Linked DNA regions of Mus musculus: all the other regions are linked to region 1. A link is a contact called in public Hi-C, HiCAR-type, Micro-C and promoter capture Hi-C data. All regions are on one chromosome and are shown on one strand. Each heading gives the region's core, a stretch centred on a gene start, on an enhancer-like site or on the middle of the called end of the contact. The rest is flanking DNA. Distances are from core to core; before and after follow the strand shown.

Evidence for each region. Promoter capture Hi-C pulls out the DNA fragments that hold promoters and counts their contacts. A called contact is a pair of places that touch in the nucleus more often than the background predicts. HiCAR-type assays count read pairs that join an accessible place to other places.
Region 2: a contact with region 1 is called in a promoter capture Hi-C map of pre-B cells, with 4 times the contacts expected there. The contact joins the enhancer-like site here to the promoter of Txn1 in region 1. A contact is called at or near these places in 2 of 39 promoter capture datasets (the C10 cell line and pre-B cells), 1 of 484 Hi-C or Micro-C datasets (B cells) and 1 of 115 datasets of contacts at active chromatin or transcription factors (microglia).
Region 3: a contact with region 1 is called in a promoter capture Hi-C map of pre-B cells, with 2.9 times the contacts expected there. The contact joins the promoter of E130308A19Rik here to the promoter of Txn1 in region 1. A contact is called at or near these places in 2 of 39 promoter capture datasets (cranial neural crest and pre-B cells), 1 of 115 datasets of contacts at active chromatin or transcription factors (bone marrow-derived dendritic cells) and 1 of 9 other capture datasets (liver).
Region 4: a Micro-C map of embryonic stem cells shows a contact between it and region 1, with 14 times the contacts expected there. The contact joins the promoter of Ugcg here to the promoter of Txn1 in region 1. A contact is called at or near these places in 4 of 39 promoter capture datasets (the C10 cell line, cranial neural crest, hippocampal neurons and 1 more), 2 of 484 Hi-C or Micro-C datasets (embryonic stem cells and rod photoreceptor), 2 of 115 datasets of contacts at active chromatin or transcription factors (embryonic stem cells and large pre-B cells) and 1 of 9 other capture datasets (liver).
Region 5: a Hi-C map of the N1E-115 cell line shows a contact between it and region 1, with 7 times the contacts expected there. The contact joins the promoter of Gng10 here to the promoter of Txn1 in region 1. A contact is called at or near these places in 3 of 39 promoter capture datasets (cranial neural crest, embryonic stem cells and frontonasal cranial neural crest), 1 of 484 Hi-C or Micro-C datasets (the N1E-115 cell line) and 2 of 115 datasets of contacts at active chromatin or transcription factors (bone marrow-derived dendritic cells and extraembryonic endoderm stem cells).
Region 6: a HiCAR-type map of astrocytes shows a contact between it and region 1, with 3 times the contacts expected there. The contact joins the promoter of Dnajc25 here to the promoter of Txn1 in region 1. A contact is called at or near these places in 4 of 39 promoter capture datasets (cranial neural crest, liver, neutrophils and 1 more), 2 of 484 Hi-C or Micro-C datasets (erythroblasts and uterus), 6 of 115 datasets of contacts at active chromatin or transcription factors (astrocytes, bone marrow-derived dendritic cells, embryonic forebrain and 3 more) and 2 of 9 other capture datasets (embryonic stem cells and liver).

What each region holds. Positions count from the first base shown.
Region 1 is chr4:57,954,784-57,958,173 of GRCm38.p6, reverse strand. Txn1 (thioredoxin 1) reads left to right here and starts at 1,763. Exons shown (of 5, transcript NM_011660.3): 1 at 1,763-1,987. The coding sequence starts at 1,964. It overlaps Gm35344 (a long non-coding RNA gene), which reads right to left and starts at 1,731. Exons shown (of 3, transcript XR_881303.3): 1 at 662-1,731.
Region 2 is chr4:59,817,716-59,821,105 of GRCm38.p6, reverse strand. The region is part of intron 1 of Snx30 (sorting nexin family member 30); the gene reads right to left. Among named protein-coding and RNA genes, the nearest start is that of Snx30, 14 kb to the right of the region's middle. Within about 2 kb of position 1,840, at least 109 of the 459 cell types and tissues checked have an H3K27ac peak or open chromatin away from gene starts, as enhancers often do. A contact at or near this core is called in B cells and pre-B cells, where this site is marked.
Region 3 is chr4:59,624,602-59,627,991 of GRCm38.p6, reverse strand. It overlaps E130308A19Rik (RIKEN cDNA E130308A19 gene), which reads right to left and starts at 1,781. Exons shown (of 4, transcript NM_001015681.2): 1 at 1,501-1,781.
Region 4 is chr4:59,187,670-59,191,059 of GRCm38.p6, reverse strand. It overlaps Ugcg (UDP-glucose ceramide glucosyltransferase), which reads right to left and starts at 1,510. Exons shown (of 9, transcript NM_011673.3): 1 at 1,319-1,510. The coding sequence starts at 1,416.
Region 5 is chr4:59,033,608-59,036,997 of GRCm38.p6, reverse strand. It overlaps Gng10 (guanine nucleotide binding protein (G protein), gamma 10), which reads right to left and starts at 1,842. Exons shown (of 3, transcript NM_025277.3): 1 at 1,680-1,842. The coding sequence starts at 1,760.
Region 6 is chr4:59,001,283-59,004,672 of GRCm38.p6, reverse strand. It overlaps Dnajc25 (DnaJ heat shock protein family (Hsp40) member C25), which reads right to left and starts at 1,480. Exons shown (of 4, transcript NM_001033165.3): 1 at 1,116-1,480. The coding sequence starts at 1,442.

The sequences.
Region 1 (3,390 bases), core at 514-3,013:
TCAGCATACGGTGGTATTATTTTCATTTCGCAAGGGAACCTGGGGCACAGAAAAGCTAAATAAACTGCCCTAGAGAGACAGAGCTACTTAAGTGGGGATGCAGACAGGAGAGCTGGCAGAGCTGTGAAGAATCTTAACACTCACTCTAACCTCCCAGTTCTTCATTCTCTTATTGTCGATATCCCCCACATTTACCCATGTGTATTGGTACTGTACAGGTGCCAGGGAGTCATGCCTTCCTAGCAGAATCAGTGGACATCTGAGGGTCTGTGGAGAGGTGCCAGCTAAGGGAGGAACCCTTCCAAGTTCTACAGGTCAGTGTTTGACTACCAAAAAGCCAGAAACCTGGAATGTAGCTGGACTGAAAAGACCCGACAGCTGCAAAGAGAATTAATAGATTCTGCTCATCTGCCTGGGGTTCCTCTCTGCCTCAGCTGTCCTAAAGGGAAGGCTACTGCCTTTGGGGCAGCATCCACCCGCAGTCTAGGGCTATGTTCAGAACACTCCCTCTTGTCTACATCCTCACTCATTACTTGAATTCCTCAGCCCTTCAAAAACATCGCACAACTGGTTCTGGTATTTTAAATGTTTTGAACAAGGGAAGCCAGTGGGTAGGGGTAGGGTGGCTGAGACACAGTTTCATTAGCCTCCCGTGCTTCACCTCGATGTAGATTTATCTAGATCGGCTCTCCAAATGCAGGCTTGGTGAGTTCCTCCCAGGATGCTGGCTCTGTCCAGTCTCCACCTCAGCTGCTTCACCAGAACATACAGCGGCACTCTTGGGGCTGCACAAAGCCACCTTAAGAATCTTAGCTTCTTCCACCATGCCCTGTCCTCCTGAACATCACCTCAGTTATCATTGAAGAAGACTCTTCCTGGCGTCCTCTCCCAAGGCGGAAAAATCTCCTCAAAGCCTATACTGTCATTGTAAATACAAGGCAGCCAAACTCAGCAAGGCCCCACAAGGCACCACGCAAGCTTAATTAGCGCTCGCGATGACTATAATTAGAATAATTCATTGAGTGCTTCCTTATGGGCCAAACGCTGTCCTCAGTCAGTTTTCAAGCCCTTAAATCCTTCAAGACAATGCTGGGAGCTAGACTATCCGATCTCTATCATGCCTACATGTGCATGGGGCACAGAACAGGGCTCTAAACGGCTCTGTGCCTCTCCCAGTAGCAGGTTCACCTGTTAAAGTTAAGGAATAGGAGAGAGAGAGGAGAAAGAAGCGGCAAAGAACTACCCAGAAAGTTGGCGAGGACGCGCACTGAGACACTTCCTGGTCATCGTTACTCAGCACTTTGAGTCGAACTGCAGCATGGCCGCCCTAGTCTAAGGATACACCTCTGCCTGGGCAGTCCTAGGGACTGTCCCCAGCCCCAATCTGGAAGTATCTGACTTAGGTCTAGTTTGGGGCATGGGCAGTGTGATTACAGAAGGACTCTACGGTGTGAGAGAGGACCGTGATCTACCCCGGCGCTGTTCGCTGTTAAAGTGCCCTTGAGGCAGCTGGAAGTTGGCTCTTAGGGGTAGCTGCCGCGCGGCGTCTGGAGCCTGGAAAAACCCGAAGCTGCTCCAGGAGCCTGTGCTAGCTCCGCCCCTTATAAACTAAGGTTCTTGTTCGGCAGCTTAGAGTGGGGCGGGGAAGCCAGGAGTGAGGCCAGCGCTAGGACAGTCCCCAGGCTGCACTAGTAGCCGACTCTGGCTCCGCCCCCTGGAAAACCGCCCCACCTCTTGGGGGCGTGGTCTAGGCGCGGCCTGCCCAGGCGCCTTGGCGGACGCGGGAGGCGGGAAGCGCGTCCCCGCCGCGCGTGCCCGTCCGCCCCGCCCTGCTGCGCTCCGCCCTATTTCTATAAAGAGAAGGCGGGCGCCGCACTCGGTTGCAAGCTCCGTTGGGCGCCTTGGATCCATTTCCATCTGGTTCTGCTGAGACGCGTGTGGCTCCCTCCCCGCAACAGCCAAAATGGTGAAGCTGATCGAGAGCAAGGTACGCATGCCCGGGCGCCGCGCACATCCCGCGGTGCTGAAGAGGACACTCTCGGTGTCCCCGCGGGCTTAGCGGCCCAGGGCCTGTGTGCGCCCTCGGCGGTGGAGCATGCCCTGGGGGAGGGGACGAGGGGACCCTGGAACGCCGGGTACGGGAGATGCACTCGTGGGCAGCACCTGAGTCCCCGGAGCTGCACTCCCTACCGCCAGCCCAAATCTGGCGGAGGTGAAGAGATGGACCGGGGTCCTCCTGTGACACTCCCCCCTTCCCGTGCCCCAACTGAATCAGGATTTAGGATCTCTAGGAAAAGATGGAGAGCCGCCACTTCTCGAGTACGCGGTGCCACACGCCGCGCGGGTGTGTTGTACTGCTGGGCTCGGCCTTAGTTTCCCTCCATCAGTGACCTGCCGCCTAGAGGACACAGGCCAGGTCGGTGCATGAGGGTGGGTCTCGGGTCCCAGTTAAGTACCCTCGGATCGGTACCCCAGGTGACTACTAAGGAGAAAGGTCCAGGCCGCGCCCGAGAGACTCCTCCTCCTGCGTCGCAGGGCGTGTTTCCGGCAGCTCTGGCTTTGGAATGACTCAGTCCCCAAAGTCTGGCCCCGGGGCCTCGCAACCTTAAGGTTTCAGTGATTGACCCTCCATAAGTGGGCTTTGCTGGAACCAGGGCTCTCCCCCAGGGAGTAGTCAAGTACAAAGTCCTGCCCTTTGGGAAAAGAAAAATAATACCCAAGGGAAAAACTGTTACCATATTCGAAAGTTACTGAGAACCAAAATATCCTCCAGATTGGGAAACCCAGAGCCTGTTACACTGTAACTATTCGGGGAATATTTATAAAATGAAAAGTGAAAGGAGGTTGGGGGTGGAAATTGATGTGTGAAAGACTGGCTCACCCTTAAACTAGGAAATCCGTGGAAGACAGGTCCGCGCCCTCCAGTTTTGAGCACCTGGTTGGGTCTCAGTACAAAAGTTGGCTCACCCACTACCAGCCATATTAGTCCCAGCACCCAGTTGGATCCTTATCTGTTTAAACTGACCTACTTATGGAACCTTTGCCATTCCAATAGGAGCGGTGTACATTGGTGCCAGGAAACCAGTTACTCGGAAAAAGCTTGGGCCCCAAAAGCCTGCTACCAAGGCTCTGATCGGAGTCGCCCAGAATCAGAAGTTAAACTGAATACACATAAATTTCATGTGATGGGCTTAAGTTGATTAATTAAACTATGTAAAATGTAGCCTTATTTCTGACGACTGTGTGGGTAGTTAAAGGCCCCTGGGGTCAATCTCCACACAGGAGTGGAATAATAGGCTATGATATAATGGCTCAGAAATCAACAGTTGATTTGCCGTGTTTATCTTTAAGAATAAAATTATTCCTTGAACTACACACACACTTTGCTCA
Region 2 (3,390 bases), core at 591-3,090, 1.9 Mb before region 1:
TGGTTTCACAATGCATGAATGTCAAAACATTGTGTTGCCTGTCTTCAATATATACCGTGATTTGGCAGTCAGACTGCAGTAAAGCTTGGGGGACAAACAAGTGGAAATGCTCATATACTCCACATGATGACCCTTTAAAACATCAAGAGTAAGTGACAGATGCTGGACCCAAGGGCACATACACCCTATGATGCTACAGACGTGAAACACCTGTGCAACAAGTCTACACACTCAGGAATCTGTAGCTGCCAGTGGCTGGGAACAAGAGACTCAAGAATGCCTGCACATGGCACAGAGGTCTTCTGGGGACATGAAATTGTTCTGGAATCAGGTACAACCTCAAAATTATACTGAAAACTACTATGGTATACTTTCAAAAAGTTTATTTTTGTGGCCAGGCATTGGGCCATGTGTCCATAGTGCCAAATACCAGAAGAGCTGAAGCAACAGGATCACTTGGGCCTAAAAATTCAAGAAAAGCCTGGGCAACATGCAAAACTCTACCTAAAAACAAGTAAATCATAGACCTGGAGAGACGGCTCTGCGGCTAAGAGCACATCCAGGTCTTTCAGAAGACCTGGGTTCAGCACTGTTGATGTCTCACAACCACGGTAACTCCAGCTCCAGGGCACTCAGTGCCCTCTTCTGGTCTTCATGGGCACATGCATGAACGTGCTCATACCCCAACACAGACACAATCATATACATTTAAATATAAGTAAATCTTTTTTAAAAATGTTGGGCATGATGGTGTAAGCCTTTAATTTCAGTACTCACGGGAATTTGAGGATAACCTGGTCTACATAGTGAGATCCTGTCTCAATACATACATACATACATAGACACACACATACATACACACACACACACACACACACACAGCTGAATTCTATAGCATGAGAATATATAGTTCCTTAAAAATCATGTGCCTTAGAAAGCCTATACTTTTATTTCTGACCTATATGTCTCATCAAATTCTGCCATCAGCATCCCACTAGTCACCCACGCTGCTGGCAGATGCCCTCACTGTGATCCTTTACAATCCATCCAACTTCTAGACCCAGCTATTAAACTCCTCCGCAGCCGCAGACGATTGACCCAAGTTAAGCCAATCAGTGTCCCTCTCACTCTCAGGGCCCACTTGCCGCACATGACCCAAGCCAGGCAGCGTTGGCAGGTCCCAATTCACTCTGGCTGTAAAACGTGTGGGGTGCAAAGGCTGCCACGTTCCCACGTCTGAGATGGTGAGACCCGTCGTCAGTGGCATTCAGAGGTTCCAGCTGTGACTGTCAAGAGGCTCACCCACCCCCTCCCCTTCTGCTTGACTTAACAGGAGCTGTACTCCTATTATTAGCAAATAAAAGGCACACTCAGAGTCCAGTGAGAGGAGCCCCGTGGAACTGCACCACACACACACACACTCACCCCCACCTCCACCACCAACCATCTGCTCCCAGCTCTAGGGGCTTGATCAACAGGACTTAAAAACCACAAACCAGCCCCGCTCCTCCTGTTCCTTAGCACTTGGCTGGCCTCCCAACAGCTTCCTCCAATGGTCTGCCGCATCACCCACTGGCCTCTCCATGGCACTTCACCAATTGACACTTAGTGCCTGCACATTTACATTTTGGGCTCTGGGGGTGGGGGTGGGGGGCTGAGTTTCTTATTTCTGTCCGTTAGGAAATCACCTACTTCATCCTGAGTCAAAAACTCGCTCCTTTGGCAGAGGCACATCCTCTTAGTTACTCCCTGTGCATAAACTTCACGGTAAGGATAGCAGGTGCTGCCAGTACCCGACAGCACACCCACGTGCTGACCACTTTGGCACCCTCTGGTCTAACTACCAACCCAGCACCTGCGTTTCTCAGCCTGGCTGTTTCCCCAGCTCAACCTGCTCTGTCTCCCCTCTAGGCAGTTTGAAAAATACTGTTAATTAATGCCTAAACTCACCACCCAAACAGCCTTCAGCCAGTGGCTAATGATAGCTTCACCCCTTCCCTTGTAGAGGCCGCCAGTATGAGACAAAGGTCCAGCTATGCTCAGAAAGACTGCTCAGTCACACACTCTCCCTGTAGAGTTGAGCAGTACCTGTTTCACTTCTGAAATGTTCTTGATTTTTAGACAGGTTTCACTTTATAGCCCCGGCTGGCCTGGAATTCACTATGTAGACCAGACTGAGACTAACTCAGTCTCCAAGTGTTTCTCTGCACGAACGAACATGCCTCAAGTGCAAACTGTGCACTTGAAGGCCAAAAGAGGGTGTCAGATTCCTGGAACTGAAATTACAGACAGTTGTGAGCCGCCGTGTGGGTGCTCGGAACCAACCCTGGGTCTTCTGCAAGAGCAGCAAACTCCTAACTGCTGAGCCATCTCTGTAGCCGGAGTCCAGGCATTCTAGGAGGAGGTGGTTGCCTTTGCTTTGCATGGAATGTGTCGGAAGAGGAGGGCTCTCTGAGTCACCAGCTAACTCCATCTTTTAATTCTTTAGAAATCTCCATACTATTTGCTTCGTTTCCTTTTTTTTTTTTAAGCTCCACACAATTGTATTACAATTTTAAAAGAAAAACCTCCCGAACAGACAAGCTGTGAGACTCAGCGGAGCTGTTGAGAGGAGGAGGAGAAAGGAGCAGAGAAAAAAAAAAAAGAAAAAAGCCACTCCATTTACTCAGCCTGGAGGTCTGACACACGGTGGGGAGGGTGCCCGAGGGAAACTAAGACGCCCAAGGTATCGCAAAAGCATACTTAGCTTCTGGCCAGCGTCTGAAAGGAGACAGAAAAGAGAAAATTGGGCTTTGTGACCCAGGCCTCATCGAGGAGGGCAGGCCCAGCAGAAACACATGGTGTCTCGTAGGTGTCACCACCTTCCTGTGTCCTGTGGTGGCTTTGCTGACCTCCACTGACTCCACAGACACCCACCACGTGGTCTGCCCTACTCTCCTGCCTTCCATCTGAGTTAGCAGTGACGGATGCTGCTTCTCAACCTCATGTCCCTCCCCTCCTTTCATTTGTGTCCCCCTTTGTGGTACCAGGGAGAAAACCTAGGGCCTACCATGAGCTGCTGGGCCCTGAGCTGCAGCTCCAACATCTCTACCCGCCTCTATTTATGTATTATTGCTTATCTGTGACAAGGTATCATGTAACCCAGGCTGGCCTCAAACTATATATCTGAGGCTGCCTTTAACTTCTAATCTGCCTGACTCTACCTCCAGAGTGCTTGGATTACAGGGGTATGTCACCACACATGGTTTATGGGGTGCTGGGGGCTTGAACCCATGGCTTCCTGCATGTTAGACAAGCGTTCTACACTGAACGACAGCCTCAGCCCCATCTGCTTTATGTAATGAGGCCCAGCTCAGCAGCTGCCCTGTTTCACTGTTACCTTGGTTCTTT
Region 3 (3,390 bases), core at 532-3,031, 1.7 Mb before region 1:
CATATTAAATTCTTTTATGAAAAAAATAGGGTACTTGAATAAAAGTACATTGAATTGTATTTTTTCTTAAAATTTTAACAACTTAATAGAAATTTAAGGAGCTTTCATACCATAGTATTTTTCCCTTCAAATTTAGATTTTCTTTTTAAAGGAATCTTCCATTTTCTCCAAATGGCTGTTTAGTGCTCCTCAAAACTATTAAAAACAAAAACCATTTCCCGGTAACAGTCAGACTTATGTATGTCAATATGAATTCTCACAGTAGACAAAAATAAAGTTTCTAAAAGTGAGGAACAAACAGATTAACATAGTGCATAACCCAATACCTACATAGAAACGTGAGTCTGTGAAATGAATTTTATGAATGCTTAATGTACTTCATTTATTATTTGATCATTTATGAACACATAGCAACTGTTCACGAAGTAAGCCAGCTAATCAAATAAGAAAAAACAGAGCTACTACCTTCCACCTTTCAAAACACTATATCTAACGTACAACAACCCTACCCTTGGTTTGTACGCATGTAAGGAATAAATGTATCATGTAAAATAAGGAAATACCGCTGGGAAAAATCACTTCTAACATCACGTTCTCTTCATATGCTATGAAAAAAAAAAAAATCTCCTATCTTAAAACGGAAAACAAAGGTTTTAGCCTGCATGGAAAGACTATCATTGTTTTACTCTCTAATGCAAGCCCTACCATAAAAGCTGTCACTACATGACACTCCAATTAACTGTTTAGTAGGTAGACTACTCTATCGGTGATAATCCTAAGGACCACAAGAAAAAACTTTACTCCACAACTTCAAAACAATTTCTTTAAAAATATTAAAAAAAAAAAAAATCAGCCATGTTCGATTTTCTCCATTTAAGTCACTGCCTGACCTTTAACATTTTAAATTAAAGTCAGCCGTAAGAAAACCACAAACATTTTTTGTTTGTCTGTTTGTTTGTTTGTTTGTTTCATCTGATGTGTTTGTTGCTGGTCAGCTCAACCTCCTCTCTCCAGGACACTAGGTTTCTTGATCTATTTGATAACAAACCCAAATCACTGTGCGCAGCCTCAGATTGGGGGGAGCTTTTGGGAGAAAGCCCTCCTCCGTTAGAAACAATAAATAAGGGAGCAAAGCGCCGCACGTTCCTTTACACGCCCCACACGCACCTCCCGGTACCTCCGGACAACCAAGCTAGTCCGGCAGAGCCCCGAGGTGTCTCAGACTCTGCAACTAGCTAGGCAGACCGTTCCTCCTCCGTCCCGCCCTCCTGCCCAGCTCGGGGGACGCCGGCGCACCGACAGTCCCCGCCAAGACGCCGCCGGCCGCGAACCGGTGCGCGCCCCGCTCTGCGCCCGCAGACCCCTCCGCCCCTAGCGCCCTCCCGCCTCGCTGGCCCGGAGCAGACAAAAGGAAGGTTCTGAGGGTCACGGCGCGGCCGCCCACACACAAAGAGGCCCCGCGCCCGCGTGCTCCCCAGCCCCGCGCGGGCTCTCACCCACCTGCAGGTGTCTGTGCGTCTGTCCATAGGAACGCGGGCGGTGGGGCCTGCGGGAGCCCGGCGGCCCGAGCTGGACGGGGAGGGACGGCGGGACGGAGGGCGGCAGCACCACAGCCGGAGGCCCCGGGGCCGGAGTCGGTGAACCGGGAAGGGCGCCCCACGGGCTGCGCGGCGGGTGACGGCGGTGGTGCGATGAGAGGGGGGGGCGCAGGCGCCAGCCTGGCTCGGCCACCGGCGCGCGCCGCTCCGTGCGCCCCGGGCTCCGCGCGCCCGGCTTGGAGCGCGGGGGCGGGGCCGCGCGGGGCGGGGCCGGAGAGGGGCGGGGCGGGGGCTCGGACCCCAGCTTCAGCCGGCACCGGAAGCGCTCCTCAGGCGGCGGGACCTACAGGAAGTGTGTAGCGACGCCCGCGGAAGGCGCTCGACCCGCGGCGCTCGCTGCCCTGAGGGGGCGCGGGCCAAGCTCCTGTCAGCGACGCGAGCAGCCCGGAGCCGGCCGAGCTCGGCCCCCGTCGCTCCGACAGGTACAGAACCCACGCACGGTCTGTGCCACTTTCCACGCGTGTCCGCTGTCCTGGCCTCCGCGCACTTCAGCCTAAACACTTGAAGTAAGCAGAGCTTGATCGCGTTAGAGGTGTGTGACACCTCAGACAGAGTTGTGCCGGGTGGCCTGGGACCCGCAGTGTACTTACTCCATAGTGTCCTAATGTCCCACCGCATCGCATCCACACACACATCTAATAAACTGGAGTTCCCAGGGAAAAAAATAAAGAATAGTGCAAGGTGTTAAAGATTCTACACGCCTTAATAATTTATTTATTGCCTACCCATCAAACTTAATACCCTCATGACCTTAGGAAACTCTTTAATATGTCTTTTTTAGCAGTGGCTAAAAAAGTGGTTAAGAGCACTGGCTGCTCTTCCAGAACACCAAGTTGATTCCCGGCAGTATCTCACAACAGTCTGGAGTTCAGTCCCCGCGGTACGACAGAGCGGTGCAGACGTACATGCTGGCAAAACGACCACTAATAATAATAGTAGTAGTAATAGTAAAAAGAAGGAAGAAATGTATTGTCAGCTGACCTCTAGCTTCCACTGATTCAAAAGCTACAAATCTCATCAGTACCTGAAACTTGTAAATTTGGCCCACTTTGCTGTAATCCACCAACCTGCAGGCCTTGCCATTTGGTAATTGCCTTGATTTTATGACTTCCTTTTTTCTGTAAATAATAATAATAATAATAATAAAAGCTAATGTAACTACTTCCACAGTGGAGCATGTCTTCCAGGGTAATCTGAATCCATGTTGCTGGCCATCATTTGTATTTGGCTCAAGAGTAGACTCACTGAGCTCAGAGCTGTACTTTGGCATCTACACATTCATCCCACCCCAGGAGTGGGGCCGTTGTAACAGCTAAAACTCTCAGAGGTGCTCTGATACACAAGGCACTAAAAGCTACCTACACAGCATGGCACCACTGAGACAAGGCTGTGTGTTTAAAAACCCCTTTCATAGCACCTCCCAGATATGTCTGTGCCAAGCACTTAGTAAGTTGTTAATTCAGTTAGTCCTAGGAACGCTACAAAACTGGTGCTACTAACATTACTATTCTATAGAAAATTTGATACAAAATGTAATTTTTTTTATGTGTGTGGGGGTTGTTCTGCTTGCATGGATATCTCTGTGCCAGAGATGCCCTCGGTGCCTTCCCAGGCCAGTAGAGGGTGTCAAATGTCCTGGAACTGTAATTCCAGATGGGTGTGAGCTCCCTCCCGGGTGTTGGGAATCAAACCCAGGTCCTCTGGAAGAGCAACTACTGAGCCATCTCTCCAGCCTCACATTTTCAGGTACCTACTGAGAAGTGATATTGCAGTTCATAAGATGGTTGTAGTT
Region 4 (3,390 bases), core at 261-2,760, 1.2 Mb before region 1:
CGTTTTAGTATGTTATAACTATCTTCTTTATTCCTTTCTGTACTGTCTAAATTCCTGATAAAATAACTATTGCTTTTTAAAGAGCCCATGTAGTTAAAATGAATACTGCTTACATTTCTAAATTCCAAACGGGGTATGTTTTCTTTCACTTTCAAAAAAAACCCCACAAAACCCTGTCTGCTTATCTTATACAGGTGTTGTCTTTCTCGGCGTCAGGAAATGGCACACCAATCGGAGAAAAGCACATGTTTTCTATAGTGGAAAAAAAAAGTAACTGCCTAACGTCCTTCCCTGTTTTTCATTAACATACAGCCTATTCTAGCCTATCCCTATCTGGTAGTTTAAAATAAATAAATAAATAAATAAAAATAAATTTCCTCCCTCCTCTTTCAGGCTAAAATGCCAAGTGAGTTCATCTCTACACATTTAAACAGGCTTCATTTTAAAGACATTTCATTGATGGATCAAAACTCAGCCACCTATGTCATGTCTCTCTCCGCCCCTTCACTCTGTTCTGTTTTAGTCATGAGCTTTATAGGGAATAACCTTATTTAGATTTTTATCATGTTTCATCCTTCTAGAATGTAAGCTTCATGAGGGCAGGAGTTTTGTCCTGCTTTCTCACCTATGTCCCCAGCCCAACTCCAGGTGGTATCTAGTAGGCCTTAGGAGGTACCTGCCAAATGAAGAGATGTGTGTGGAAAACAGATTAAGGATGTAACTCCAAACAAGCCAATACATAAAGACTTGGAAAAAAGATAAATAAAGACATGATACTGAAATGCCACGCTGACAGGACTCGATGCTTTATAACACTGGCTCGGAGACGGACCTTCTTCAAGGCGGGCAGGTGCTACACACCTAGCTAAACACATAGCTCTTCTAGGAAGGAGGTAATCCACTGGGAAGCCTGGGGTGGTGGTGATCAGCTCCCGGAAGAGTGTAAAGGACCATCTCCATAATAGAGACGTGGCCGGCGCGGAGGGAGCGGAAAACCTCACAATACACCATACATCCTCGCCCAGATGGGAAGAAAAATCACACGAATCTCCTACACAATCAAACCAAGTAGACAACCCTCCACCAGACAGAGAAGCAGGCTCCTCTCCTAGAGCTCGGTAGTCGCCTGCAACCCAGGAGTCGGGTCGCGACTCCAGCGCGATTCCCTTTCCAGGACCCCGCGTCGCACCGCCCCAAGGAGACCGATTTAGGGGGCCGTTTGGGGATCAGCTTTCTCTATCCCCGCAAAACGCTACCCTCCACCGCACACACGCCTGCCAGTCCAGCTCGTCCCCGAGGCCCCGACCCTCCAACTCACGTGTAGATGATGGACATGAAATGCATCAGCCACAGCACCACGAAGAGCACGAAGCCGAACAAGGCCATTCCCTCCTGGGCCAGGTCCAGCAGCGCCATCCCCCGGCCCGCTGGCCCGGCCCGGCCCGCTCCGGCCGCCGCGGACAGCGCTGCCGCGGGAGGAGGACGCGGGGGCCGCCGGGTGCGGGGCGCGGGCCGCGAGTGGAAGGTGGGAGAGGAAGGGCCGGCGGGGCGGCGGGCGTGAGGACGGAAGGGGCGGGCAGGGCCTGCGCGCCCCCGGCCACTCGGCGCGCGCTCGGCACCGCGCACCCCTTAGCGTGCGCGCGCTGGTGTGCTGCGAGCGCAGGCTGACCGCGCTGCGCGCTCTAGGCGGCCGTTGCCGCGCGCTCGGGCTCCCGTGGTCCAGACCCTTGGGCTGCCGCTGCCGCCGCCGCCGCCGCCGCCGCCGCCGCCGCCGTCGCCGTCGTCCCTTTCGCTCGCCGCGGCTCTGCGTTCTGGTCCGTGCTCTCTGCCGGCGTCCGAATCCCGGCACGATGCGGTCCGCCCTGCCCCGCCCTCTGGAGCCCGGTGCCCGTGCCCCCGCCCCCGGGGCGGCGCCCTCGCGCCTCGGTGCCGGCCCGCGCGCCCACGGGTGGAGCTGCCCCCGCGTGCTCGCCGCCCGGCAGCTACCAACCGCTGCCGCCGCCCGCGCCCGCGGTCCCCCCCCCCCCTGCACTGTCTCTAAGCAGCACGCGCCGCCTCTACACTTTATCTTGGCCAAATCCGGAGGAGCCAAGAGACTGTGTTATTTAAGGAATCCCCAAACTCAGAATTGGAAGAATCGCTTGATGCTGAATTCGCGCAAGATTGTGCGTTCTCTAGGGCAGCTGAGTGTAATTTGGCTAAGATGTAGCCAAGAGAGTTATGGAAATGTAGCTAGTTCGAGCAGTGCTAGGCTGTTAAGTGTTGCCAGTACACCGCTGACAAACCATCTCATTCATAAATCTTGTATTATTTGCTGGGATGATAGATTTTAGTCATACTGGGTTAAATTACGTTACTCCATTTTTAAAAAGCTGTTAAATGTTGCTATTACTAAAACGTTTAATTATGCATGTGCACGATACTGAAAATGGGGAAATGAAGGCTAGGCTGTGTGAGAAGCCTGTATGTAGCCCAGTTACTTCTGGGACTGAAGCAGGAGAATTACCTGAACTTGAACACACAGGTTCCAGGCCAGGCTGGGCAAATTCAATGAATCCCTGTGGTGGAAAAACAAGAGTATTCTAACTTTAAGTCGCAACTGGGAGAAGCTAGTAGTAAATGTTTCCATTTGTTTCTTCAGCCTGGATACATCTATATTGTTTACAATTGTTCTGTGTTTAAACTGTTTATTATTCAAGTTACTTTTAAAAAATAATCCAAAAATGACGGGCAGTGGTGACATACACCTTTAATCCCAGCACTTGGGAAGCAGAGACAGGCAGATTTCTGAGTTCGAGGCCAGCCTGGTCTACAGAGTTCCAGGACAGCCAGGGCTACACAGAGAAACTCTGTCTCGAAAAAAGAAAAAGGAAAAAAAAAAAATCCTTAAGGTTTGCAGTGTCCTTTGTTCTACTGGTGAAAAATCAGTGGGAAAGAACCATGCTTCGAAATTAATTTCCAGTTGTTGAGAGTTACTGGTTAATAGAGTTACAGCAGGATGGAATCCATACATAGAAATAATAGCACAGGGTTTTAAATGCCACGATTGTGATTAATCAATTCTAAGGCCCACTTTTAAAGCATTCTTAACACATTTTCAATAATCCATTATTTTCAAGAATCCAAAATGGAAATGCATCTCACACTCAGTGACATCTTACAAATAAAAATAATAGGCCAGGTTTCTTTTTCTTAAAATGTGTTTGCTAGTCATATACAAAACAATGCTGTGTGTTCTCAATACTTCCTTGAACTTGGTCAAGGATATGAATTTCTCAATTTGAGCATTTTGTAGCATTTTTCATTTTTTCCAAATCTTTCCTAGACCTTTACAGCAAAGGATTCCATGCAGTATGGTGGGTAACACAGAAAGGACAAAGAAAGTTGGTG
Region 5 (3,390 bases), core at 593-3,092, 1.1 Mb before region 1:
TCTCTCTTACCCTGAACTCACAATGACCACTAGGTGTCGCTGCCCCCTGTATGGCTTTGATCGTTCTCTTTCTAGTCTGGGTTCAAAATTCAGCCTTTTCCAGCCAGACCGAGGCCTCTGACCCCACCCTTACTTTCTGGCATACTTCTTGCTCATCCACGGTCTGGATCAAACTTCTTTAGTTTTTCGCCCTCAAAATCCTTGGTGGTCAGATACTAGCGAGGAAAAAGGAACCACAAGCGGTACAGGCCTCCTATCTGGGTGTCAAGGCTGTGACTGCCCAGGCTGGTGAGCTCCACCGTGGACAGTAAGCACTTCCTTCGCCCTTTGCTAACTCCTGGTTCACTGTCCCACAAGAAAACACAGCTTCCTGTTTCACAAGACAGCCATCGCCAAAAGCTGTAATCCGTAATCAGAGGCACTTTATACACATCTCCTTTTTTCCTGTCCCCGAAGATGTCACCCCAAACCCTTGTTTCTTCTACAGTCACCTTGCCTCCATTTTCCTTGACAAAATAAAAAAAATCTTTCCTATCAACCCAAAACCCTTTTTATTTTCGAAGAAAAAAAGGAAGTTATTTCTTTAAAACTTTTTTATTTTTAACCTGTCGGGCTTCCCCTACACCTTACTGGCACATCTCTGTACTGCGCGCCTCTTGTCCCTGGTTGTCTGAAATAATTTTGTGTATTAGTTTACCGTATCCACCCGAGTTCCCTATTCCCTGGAGTAGCACCAGGTCGAGGGCTAAAACAGAGGGAACTGACTAGCATGATGGTGTGTCCATACCTACCCACACACTTGGAATCACACTAGCTGCCAATCACACATTCAGCCAACAGAGTAAATCCTTGGCTGTGTTTGCGGGCCTTCATTTTAATTTTATCTCGCGGGTGTTTTGCCTGCATGTTTGTGCACACCTTGTGCATGCCTGGTGCCTGAGGAAGCCAGAGGAAGACATCGGGTCCCCTGAAACTGACGTTACAGACGGTTGTGAGCAACCTTGGGTGTGTGCTGGGAATTGAACCGGAGTCGTCCAGAACAGCAGTCAGTGAGCTGAGCCATCTCTCTAGCCTCCCCACCCCTCTCCTGACAATCCAACTCACCTTCCTCCTTTGAACTGTCCCTGGCAGCACGCTACAAGTTCCGCTCTTTGTCTATTTCACGCTCATATATTTTAATGACCTCTTTCGGCCTTTTTCTGTGGCCGTCTGTCCACACAACGAAATCTCTCCTGGATACCTCTGTAAAATCCACAGATCCAAAACGGAACTCACTTCCTCAACTCTCAAGGATCCCCCATGGGGCAGCAGAGGAAGGCAGAGCATCCTTCTCCAGCATCCATCTCGCTCGCATCTGTTCATTCGGTGGCCTCCCTCCCCATCTCTAAGCATCATCCTCCCGCAGCCGGGTGGGCAGAGTCCAGGTCGCCAGCGTGTCGCCAGCCTGTTGTAGACACGCCCACGGAGCCATCGGACCTGGTCCCTGGGACAGGCTGTGTCGCCAGAAGCACCCGGGATTCGGCCTGAAACCACCCCGCATCCACGCGCGGCTCGCGAGCACCCGAGGCCCCGGTGCGCGCCCGGCCCGGTAGCTCCCACTCCCGCCAGGCCGCGGTCTCCTGCGGGCCGCTCGGTCGCCCGTGGGGCTGGCGCTGGGGTCCGGCTGGACGAACGCTCACCTTGATCCTCTCCACGCCAGCCTCCAGCTTCAGCTGCTCCACCAGGCGCTGCAGGGCGCTCACGCTGGCCCCGGAAGACATGGCGGCTAAGGCTGCGCGAGGCTGGTTCGGCTGGGAGGAACGACCGCCGAGCGGGGTGCCGCCCCGGGGCGGGGTAGCCGCCGCGCCCGCCCCGCTGTCCCCGCGCTGGGGTCGCGAGCTGCCCGGCCCCGGTCGCCGGTGCCTCGGAACAAACCTAGGTGGCGCCTGCGCTGCGAAGGGAAGGACACTAGGACTTCACCGAAGAGCTAGTCAAACCTTCAAGGATATCCTGCTCGTTGGTCTGATATGGAATGAAATTACACCAGCCCTCTCACCCACTATCTATGGCCATTGTTTCCAGTCTTCTCCCGAGTTTTTTAAGTGTGCACATTGGTTTTACAAAACTGAGACCATTACGTTAAAACTTGAGGTTTTTTAGTTTTCTTGTTTCCTTTTGTTTTTTTTTTACACTTACTATGTAATAACTATATCGCCATCTTATACACCACCGTATCTGTCTGCACTGGGTAGTGCATAAGCTGGGTAGTGCATAAAGGCAATATGGATGAGCTTGCTAAACTTCAAAGCCCAAAGACTTTAAAGCATTGGTTTAATTACTTTAAAAAAGCTTCAAGGCCCCTCCCCAATCCAACCACGGGCGTCCCGGTTGAATTGGGGAGGGACTGGAGGAAGCTGACCTCATCGGAAGACCAGCAATCTCAACTGACCTGGACCCCCGAGATCTCTCTCAGACATTGGGCCACCTGCCAGCCACACAGCATACACAGGTATAGCAGAGCACTGCCTGGTCTGACCTCAGTGGGAGAAGACGCGCCTAACCCTTGAGAGCCTTGAGGCCCCAGGGAGTGGGGAGATCTGGTGGGGTAGTGGTAGTGGGGTGGGGACATCCTCTTGGAAATGGAGGGGAGGGGTAGGGGTGGGGTAGGGAGAGAAATGGAATGAGGAACAGTCAGAAAGCAGACCAAGAAGAGGATAACAACTGGACTGTAAAAAAAAAAAATTAAAGAATAATAATTTTTAAAAATTAGGAATAGTTTCAAGGCTCAAATTCTCATCTCCTGATTCAACTCTGAGGGTTGGCCTCATCTTCAAGGTGGATAGACTCAGTAGTGCTGTGGGGGGAAAAAAATCCATGCTTTCTTTTAGCCCTGTCTAAACATATGGGAGAGGAATTAGAATCTCAAATGGGTTCTCCCTGGCTTGTATTGAATACCAGCCTTCCCTTAAACCAATTGCTACTTAAAAAGGATTTGCTGTTGAAGTACCCAATTTCCAATCTGCTGAGTTTTCTCTGGACTTAAGAACCATCCAGGGCAAAGTCACCCACAAAACACACCCACAGCCGGGCGTGGTGGCCCACGCCTATAATCCCAGCACTTGGGAGGCAGAGGCAGGCGGATTTCTGAGTTTGAGGCCAGCCTGGTCTACAGAGTAAGCTCCAGGACAGCCAGGACTATAGAGAGAAACCCTGTCTCGAAAACACCCCCCTCCCAAAAAAAACAAAAAAAAAAAACCAAACCAAAACAAACAAACAAACAAACAAACAAAAAAACCAAACAACCAAAAAAAAAAAAAAAAAACCCAAAACCCATACCCACAGCCAGTCTCCATTCAGTGAGATTTTCCCCCACCCTCAACCCCCTCAGATTTAGGCAGTCGGATTTACCAT
Region 6 (3,390 bases), core at 231-2,730, 1.0 Mb before region 1:
TCATTCCTCTAATAATGGGGACTAAGCCTTCAAATTTCTTTCTAACTGCTCGCCCATACCTCAACTGAGTGCCAACAAAAACTGTACTCTCACTAGCTGGTGAGAATTTAGTCAGTGAAGTACAGTCTTAATAGCTCCAAACATCAAACTGCTCTAAGCCTGAAAGAAAGGGAATTTGACTCCGAATTGCCAACTCTGTAAAGCTAATCTGGAGGACTAATCCACCATTAATGGTAATACAGCTATCCAAAGTAGTCATTACAAGAAGGCTGGAAAACAAAACAACAACAACAACAAAAACCTAGGAAAGAGACACAGCTATGATGGAAACACGGCTATGACTGACGCTGCAGTCTTCCGATGGGGCTCTTGAAACAGAAATACCTCCCTCAAGCATGACATAACAGGTGATTTTTTTTTTTACATATACTGCAGTAATCAAAGAAAAGGGGGTCAAGCTAAATCCTCCTACATGCACAGCAGGCAATAAAGCCTTTGTCAGATCACTACACACGTCCAAAAATTATTTTCCTACTAGGAATTCTCAATCTTCTGCCCCAAGTCAGAAACAACTATCCAAGGTCACTCAGGAGTTGTCAGAGCCAAAAGTCACAGTCCAGTTTTCGGACTGATAGTTCGCTGTTTGTGTGTGTGTGTGTGTGTGTGTGTGTGCGCGCGCTTCTAGATAAATGTCATTATTGACATTATCCCAGAGGCCAAACTTCTGTCCTATCAAATTGGCATGATCAGTTGTTAATACTCAGTATTTCAGACTTTTCTGTTCTATGTCCTATCTCAGATCCTAGCACTGACAATCACCCTGCTTTCCGAGCATGCACCTCAAGTAACCAGAATGCTTTTTACACCAAAAATAAAATAAGTGCAAAGCTTTGCATAACAACTGTCCAAAAACAGAACTGGCTGTCCTCCAAAACTGTCCTCGAGGAGGTGGCCATGCTGGCTAGCGGGCCAAGGTGGCTCATTCCACGGCCACGTGGGAAACGTGGACCTCCTAAAAGTCCAGGCGGCAGCAGTGTGCTGGGGTCGTAGAGGACCTGATCACCCGGCTAGGAGACCCAAATCCCCAGCCACCCATCAGCGCCCGCGAGCCTCACCTTGAGCGTCTCGTAGGCGGTCGCCACTAGCAGGAAAGCCTCGGCGCTCGGCGGCGCGCCCCCGGGGCCGTCCCCGGGCTCGGGCCGGTAGCGATCTGGGTGGTAGCGCCGGGCCAGCTGACGGTAGGCCCGCGCGATCTCCGCCTTGCTGGCCGAGCGGCTCACGCCCAGCACCTCGTAGCAGTCGCGCGTGCCGCAGTACAGCCCTTCCACCAGGGCCTCGGCGGGCCGCGCCAGCAGCGGGACCAGCAGCAGCGGCGCCAGCAGCAGCCATGGGCGCTGGCCGGCAGCCCCGGGTCCCCCGCGCAAAGCGAGCCGCGCCGCCATCCCCGCCTCGCTCGCCGCTCTGCCAGCACAGCGGCCGCGGCTGCTCTCCTCGGCGCCGGGCTCGGCCCCGCAGCCCGGTCCACGTCAGCAGGCCGCGCCTGTGCGCAGGCGCAGGGGGCGTGGCGCCGCAGCCACTTCCGTCCCCGCGCGTTGCTAGGAGAGAAGGACGCCTTAGCCTCGGGCGGCTTCTGTGTGTTGTGGAGCCTGGTAGTCTTAGTAGCTCAGCGGTCTTTTCTGAGGCAGGGGTAGGTGTCTGTCTGTCTGAAGCGCTCCTAGCCGCCTAGTGCGGCACAGTCCACACGCAGGACTAGCCACACGCCACCTTCTCGACCTCGCTACTTCATCCGCTGCCGTAGGAACTCTGGGCACTGGCATCCTGTCTCCAGGCCTGGACATTGCCCCCCCTCTAACCCAAACTGAAGATGAACTTAGACAATTGCACTGTCTCTCTCCCAGGAGCCCTGAAAGACCGTGGCCTTTTTGTTCTCTGTTTCTCTGCTTATTTATATTTTAGAGCAAACAATTATTTGCCCGGAGGATGTAAAACGTTTAGTAGTACCCCCATACGGTCCACAAAAGTGCCTGTAACACCATTATCCCTAATTGTGACAATCAAAATACAGCTTAAGATCTTGCAAATGCCTCCAGGGAAATCAGGAGGTGGAGTGGGGAGAGGACGTGCTCCATTAAGTTTAAATTTCAGATAAACCACAGTTTTTAAATGTGTAATTTATTTGTTGCTGTGACCAAATACCTGCAAGCAGCAACATCAAAGATGAAGGATTTATTTGGGTTTAGGGTTCTAGGGAATACGGCCCCCACAGTCCAGAAGGCCTGGCAACAAAGTTGCTAGTTACACATTATCTGAAATTAGAATAAAGGAATGAAAAGGGTGCCAAATTTATTTTCTCCTTTTTATTTGATCCAATGCCTCACTATGTATGATGGTGATGTGTCCATGTTGTTCTTACCTCAGTTACACCCTTCTGGAAAACAGCCTCACACACACTCAGAGATGTGTTTCCATGGTGATTCTAAATCCAGTCGGGTTGATAATGAATGACCAGTATATCCCACATGACTGACTTTATAGTTTCCCAGGTCTATGATGGCAACTGGCTAACAACTAATAGATAGGGATCTATCCATTGGGATTGGTCTGTACACCAAGTGAAGATTTGATAGACAATGTTAGATATTCAGGAAGAATACAATTAAATTTTTCTAGTATCAACATGGACTTTAGCCTCTATAAACCTCAATTATTTCATTTCAAATAAATTCAAAGTGAGCCAAAATACCAATACCTCTTTCAAGACGGGGAGTTTCTATTAATAGTCACATTTGCAGGTTTGACGAGTACTCACACTGTGGTGGTTTGAATAAGAATGGTTGCCACAGGCTCCGATACTTGAATGCTTAGTAGCCAGGGAGTGAGGGGATTCTTGGTAAGACTTGAGAGAGATGGTCTTGTTGGAGGTAGGCTTTTGAGTTTTTCAAAAGCCCACATCTGCTCCCCCTCACCCCCACTCTCTCTCTCTCATACACACACACACACACACACACACACACACACACACACATACACACACACACACACACACACACACACGGGGGGGGGAGAGAGAGAGAGAGAGAGAGAGAGAGAGAGAGAGAGAGAACTAAACCTGTGAAACTCTAAGCAAGACTCAATGCCTTCATTTATAAGAGCTGTCTTGGTCATGGTGTCTATTCACAGCAATAGAACAGCGACTAAGACAGCTAATTCGGACCACTGCAGGATGTCTCAGAATTAAAATTTTTCAAAGTGTAACCAGACGGTGATGGCGCACCATACCTTTAATTTCAGCACTCAAGGAGGCAGAGGTAGGCAGATCTCTATGAGTTTGACCATAGAGTGATCTACAGAATGACTTTCAGGACTGCCAGGGCTACACAGAGAAATCCT